2 separate regions of the Pan troglodytes genome follow, and region 1 is linked to region 2. The links are chromatin contacts, called in public capture Hi-C maps. All regions are on one chromosome and are shown on one strand. The core of a region is the stretch at or near the end of the contact, and the rest is flanking DNA. Distances in the headings are between cores, read along the strand shown.

The links. Capture Hi-C pulls out chosen DNA fragments and counts their contacts.
Region 1: a contact with region 2 is called in a capture Hi-C map of stem cell-derived neural stem cells, with 6 times the contacts expected there. The contact joins two enhancer-like sites. A contact is called at or near these places in 4 of 7 Hi-C or Micro-C datasets (blood, induced pluripotent stem cells and stem cell-derived neural progenitor cells) and 1 of 1 other capture datasets (stem cell-derived neural stem cells).

What each region holds. Positions count from the first base shown.
Region 1 is chr9:59,522,054-59,525,023 of NHGRI_mPanTro3-v2.0_pri, reverse strand. No RefSeq gene overlaps it. Among named protein-coding and RNA genes, the nearest start is that of APLNR, 12 kb to the right of the region's middle. Within about 2 kb of position 1,678, at least 4 of the 24 cell types and tissues checked have an H3K27ac peak or open chromatin away from gene starts, as enhancers often do. A contact at or near this core is called in stem cell-derived neural stem cells, where this site is marked.
Region 2 is chr9:59,397,765-59,400,954 of NHGRI_mPanTro3-v2.0_pri, reverse strand. No RefSeq gene overlaps it. Among named protein-coding and RNA genes, the nearest start is that of LRRC55, 55 kb to the left of the region's middle. Within about 2 kb of position 1,839, at least 5 of the 24 cell types and tissues checked have an H3K27ac peak or open chromatin away from gene starts, as enhancers often do. A contact at or near this core is called in stem cell-derived neural stem cells, where this site is marked.

The DNA of each region.
Region 1 (2,970 bases), core at 429-2,928, 120 kb before region 2:
AAAAATAAGGCTTTTGGGGATTTCTTTACACCTATCTTTAAATTGTTTGTTTTCACTTAAAATAGATTATGGAGGGGGCCATGATATTTTCAGTCCTTTGAAGTCTCTAAAAGTCAGACTCTAAAAATCCTGTCTGTGGACATAGCTTTCCTTGTAATACTTTGCACAGTTACAGCTTTACTTTTTTACATCATTCTTTAGTAGATGCCTCTCTCCCTGACAAGGCTCTATCTTTCGAGGGCAGAATCCTGGGTGGGGTTTTGATTTACCATTGAGCTTAGCATAGGGTCCCCTACAGAGGAAGGACTTAGTGGACATTTTTTGAGTAAGTCACAGAGCCCTGAAGCCCCAGCTCTGGCTCGGTCACTAATTAGCTGTGTCCCCCACAACCTGTCTGTGCTGAAGTTCCCCTGTCTTAACAGAGTGGCTGCTGCCTGAGAAACAGGAAAACGTATTTCCAGAAAGAGAAAGAGGGAAAGGAAAATATACACACGTATTTTAAGAGATTTGTCTAATTAAATCTGTGAGTGACCTTCAGGGTCCCAGGGCTGACATTGGAATAACTGGGAGGGCTCATGCATAAAGAATATCTCCATGGACACCTTCTTATGTGGGCCAACTCAACAGTGTAGCCACCCTTTTTCCCATGCTAAAATTAGTGAGTGTATAGAAAGAGATTTCAGTGCAAAGTTCATTGAGATAAAAGATTCAGATAAGAGGCTCAGCAGAGAAACAGGTGAAAGGGAACATAAGAAATGCTCAATAAATGTTTTTAGTGGTGGGTAGAGAAATGAGTGGAAGCTGGAATCGCTGTCCTGTGAGCAGCCACAAGGTGGCGCTGGGTGCTCAGCAATGAGATTCCTGCCCCCAGGGACTTGGCTCAACTTTTCTCTGACATTGATAATGTCAGCTTATTAAAAAAAAAAAAAAAAAAAAAAAAAAAAAAAAAAAAAAAGCAGTCTTTTTCTAGTCCATAATTTTCCTTAATAAAACAGGGTAACATTTTCCCTTTCATATGTTGTCTTTACAGAGTGACATGCTTGAGGAAGAGTGATGAATAATACTGAGGATGATTCAACGTCTCTTGGTTTTACTTCTGCACCACCCAAACAGAAAATAATTAGACAAGAACATTTCTTTTTCTATATCAGTATCATAATATGTATTATTACAGTGCGGTGTAATCACATGTCAGAAGAGAATGCGTAGCTCAAAACACTGAACTAGGTGGAGAGGCCGAGGCCTTAATTCTGCAAGAGACTGGGACCTGTGCTGGGTTCTAGCGCCTGTTCAGCGTCAGAATCATCAGCTGGGTAAGTTCCTTTTGCTAAAGGTTCTTCTAGCCCCTGAGCCATAAGGTTCCAGGGTAGACAATTCCAGATACCACAGAGCCCTGGAATAAGGAGAGAGGTTGGGCTTAGGTGCGCCCTCTGGGGTCTCAGGCTGCTGGGTCTGCATCCCGGTGGCGGGGCTGGAAGCCAGTGCTGGGACTCCTGGTGCTCAGGGGGAGGTCAAAGCTGAGTAGCAGCTCATCTCCACCAGAGGTCAGCATCACCGAGCCATCAGAGGCACAGCAGCCAAACAGCCAGGCTCAGGAGGCAGCTCTGTGCTTGAGCTGGCTCACCCATGTCCAGTTCTTCTTTCCACCTCCCCAACCATCCTTAGGCCCCGAGCAGTCCTAAGAGTGGGAGATGCTGTAGCACTAGTGTCGTGCCTTCTTGGCAAGGGTAGATTGCCGCTGGATACCTGTGGGACCCGTGGGACTGATGGTTCATTCATCAGCAGAGCCCCGCTGCATCTGGGGCAGCTACCTCTCTCTGTGCTCACACAAAGCTGTTGACTATCCCACTGGCTTCTGTCAAAGCCTCGGGCAGGCAGGGCAGGCACGTTCCACACTTCAAGGAACTAAGATGGAAAGTATCATTAAAGAAGAAGAACAAGAAAAAAATATGACTTTACAAACTGTTTAAGATTAAGAACTGTCTACCATGGTAGCTAAGACTGCAGATCCTCAAATCAGCCCTCCTAGGTCGAATCCCATCTCCAATACTGAGAAATGGAGGGGCTTAGACAAGTTTCTTATTGTTTCGCATCTCAGTTTCTGCATCTGTAAACTGGGAATATTATCATTCCCATTTATCACTATTGATCCTCTCTACCCATTGGGTTATTGTGGGGATTAAATGAGATGATTGTAACAGAAAATATTAACTGAGCATTTCCCCTGTGCCAGGCATGGACCTGTCTGGTATCTAAGCCTATTATCTCATAATTCTGACAATGCTGTATACGGTTACCCCTATTTTATAGTTGATGAAACTGAGGCTTCATATACTAGCAGAACTAGTATTTGAAACCAGCTATTTTTGCTTCCAGGGTTTACTTTTTAAATCGTGGTCCTTCACTAGAACAGTGCCTGCTGACATGGAGTAAGCACTTAATAAATAAGAGCCATTATTATTATTATTAATAATTTTGTTTTAAGTTCTGGGATACATGTGAAGAACATGCCGGTTGGTTACATAGGTATACATGTGACATGGTGGTTTGCTGCACCTATCAACCCATCATCAAGGTTTTAAGCTCTGCATACATTAGGTATTTGTCCTAATGCTCTCCCACCCTTGCCCTCCACCCCCCACCAGGCCCCAGTGTGTGATGTTCCCCTCCCTGTGTCCATGTGTCCTCATTGTTCAACTCCCACTTATGAGTGAGAACATGCTGTGTTTGGTTTTCTCTTCCTGTGTTAGTTTGCTGAGAATGATGGTTTCCAGCTTCATTCATGTCCCTGCAAAGGACATGAACTCATTCTTTTTTATGGCTGCATAGTATTCCATGGTGCATATGTGCCACATTTTCTTTATCCAGTCTATCATTGATGGGCATTTGGGTTGGTTCCAAGTCTTTGCTATTGTAAATAGTTACTAGTATTATTTACTAGTATTGTTATTGCTGTTATTGTGGAGTTAT
Region 2 (3,190 bases), core at 590-3,089:
TAATGCCATTTGTTTCTAGAGTATAACCTAGCTCATCCCGACTGATGTATCATAGAAGATCTTCTGGGAGACCATTCTGAAAATGAACACCACTCTTGCCAAGCATAAAGACAAGACAGAAAGTCCACAGGGAGCTTGAATTAGAGGGAAAGTCCTGCTGTTATTGGTTTAGAATCCAGTTTTTTAAAATTTTTTAAATTTTTAAACTTTTTATTTTTTTTGAGATAGAGTCTCCCTCTGTCACCCATGCTGGAGTGCAGTGGCGTGATCTTGGCTCACTGCAAGCTCCTCCTGCTGGGTTCAAGCAATTTTCCTACCTCAGCCTCCTGAGTAGCTAGGACTACAGGTACATGCCAGCACGCCCGGCTAATTTTTGTATTTTTAGTAAAGATGGGGTTTCACCATGTTGGCCAGGCTGGTCTCAAACTCCTGACCTCAGGTTATCCACCCGCCTTGGCCTCCCAAAATGTTGGGATTATAGGCATGAGCCACCGCTCCTGGCCCAGAATCCAGTTTTAAGAATAGCAGAGGAGTGGAAATGAAGCTGTAAGACTGAGTGCAATAGAAATGCTAAATGAATCTGGAAGGGCCACTTGGTCTATAAGCCATGGCTAGGGAGGTGGCGGGGAGCAAGGATGACTGACATCTAAAGCGGAGGATGGATGGGGTTGTGCGGGGGCCACAACTTGTGGTCTGTGTTCTATTCTGATCATATAACATTTTTAAAAATTTTGCATTAATTGCCATTATTTAAAAGTCCAGATTTTTGATGTGTCTGGAACAAATCAGAAGACCTGAATGATGAGATATGCTACTGCCTTTACTGTGTACATGCTGCAGGTGCCTAATATCTGTGGTCAGGCCTGCTTCATTTATTGACCTGCCTAAGCCTGGAGCCCTTAGGATCAGAGAACCCTGTATGATTTAGAGGTGGGACATCTCATCTCGATCTACCTTATAGCTATTAAATGTTATTACAGGCAAAACAGTGCACTTTCCTCCTCTGGATTTTGAGAGCAATTGCTCTTTCCGGTGCTAAGAGAAGAACTGTCTTATGGTCAGTTTTAAAAGAACAAAGATGCCCAAGACTTTGACACGTCTACACACACATAAGACAAAATGATTCTGAGATGTGCGACTCAAGTTAGACATGTCAAAACCAGGAGCCTTTAAAAGTAAAAATGGCAGACAAGATCGAAAAGTCTTTTGTTCTGGCTGTTTGCAAATTGGCCATGCCAGTTTTCCCTTTTTGCAAATGGACTGGATTGAGAGAAGATAAAGGTGAAACTTGCTGCAAGAGAAAGTGAAGAGTGGGCAGAGAGAGGATTGTTGGAGAGGTCTGAGCACGGAGGAGAAAGTTATATAAGGCTTCAGAGAAACTCTTTGGTGAGATCGTTGGGCTCAGCAGATGAGAGACGATGTGGAACAAACACAGGGAGAACAAAGGCAGGAGAGGAAATCCAGGCAGGATCAGCAGATAAGTCAGGGGAAGAAGACAAAGGCAGCTAAATTTAAACAGGAGAGAAAAGATGCCTCAGCGGGGCCAGGAGCAGTCTATAAATACCTTGAAGGCAACAACCTCCAGAAAGAAAGGAAGGATTATTCACTGTCTCCCCAGATGTAGGACAGAGACAGGGGCCAGAAGGAAGCTGAGCTGGCGTCAGGCTGTTCGACCCAGGGAAATAATATGATGCTTGTACTGTGGTAGGAACTGGGCAGTGAGTGGGGACACCAGCTCCTGGGTGGCTGCTCAAAGTGGGATCACCTCCAGGCTAAGCCAGCCTGGGACACTTCAGAGACCCCCAGCCCCTTGCACAGTTGATCTCTGCTGACCAGGAAAGCATCCTCTTGCGGGGAAGGAATCCCCTCGGCTCTGAATGCCGAGACTCGCTGGTGCTCTTTCAAGTCACTTCACTTCTCTAGCTTTTGTCTTTCCTCTTTGTAAAATGGGGGCAATCGCTGTTCGCCTAACAGGGATGTATGAGGATCAAATGAGCTTTTGTGTATGAATGGGTTCTGAAAGCTGTAAAGCCTAGGACTGATCGAAGAAGTATGCTCTGTCCGAGAACCACCTGCCTTTGTTTTCACAGCAGGTCAGGGACATTGTTAAGGGGGAGGAAGATTTCTTCCTTCCCTGTTTCTTTCCTGTTCTTCTCATTTGCATTCTCTCTTGTGTTCTTCCTTCAAGCATTTTGTGATGCACTAACACTCCCCTCAGCCCTGGATATATGGCCCTGAGCAGAGCAGAGTCCTTGCTTTTAAGGAATTAAAAGCTCAATACAGAGAGCAGACATGAACCCACATAACTTCCTCCTGGTGCCATAGTGCCACCGCAGAGGCAGGGGCATAGCCATGAGCGGCTGAGGAGAAGAGGTGCAGTTCAAGTGGGAGGAGGAGCATGTAGCAATGTGCAGAGATGGGAACATCATACTGCGAGTTAGGGAACTGCAGACAATTCAGTGAAGGCTGAAACATGGGCTATGTCTACTGTAGAGGAGCCTGAGACAAGTCTAGTGGGATATACAGGGCTGTGTCTGCAGGATCTTCTAGCCCAAGTCAAGGACCCATGTCCTGTTGATAGAGGGGATGCAGAGAAGGGTTTGGAGCAGGGGAGTACCACAATGACCTTTTTTTTTCATTTTATTTAATAGAAAGTCCTCTATGTAGGCAATGTGGATGATGGACTCAGGCCAATGGCCTGAGCAGAGCCCTGTTCCATTCCCGCTACACATTTGTGTGTGTGTTTGAGGTGGGCAGGGGATTTGAGAAATCTGAGGCACGAGGATTGATGGAGGCGGGTAAAGGGTTAACTCTGGGGCTGAGCTGAGGCTGATGGGTGAAAGTGCTAATTAGCTGAGGGCAAGTTCCAGGAAATTGCCGAGGTTGTGCTTCCTTGCTTAGGCTGAAGATAATACCACTTCCATCCCATACTTCTTCTGGGAGGAAACACCACACCCTAGGGCCCAGCTTCCGTAACTGAGGAGCAGAGCCAGGCACTGCCTCAAGTTCCTTTCTCCTGCCTGTTTGCATTTGTGTTTGAGAAATGGAGGGGGTGGGCAGGGTGAAGCCAAGTCATCATTAAAACTTCTTGAATAGAGAATTTCATGGTGGAAGAAAGCCCTAAAGATCACGTGCAGCAGGCAGCCTTTCGGGAACTCATCCAGCTCCCACCGTATAATCTGAGAACAGT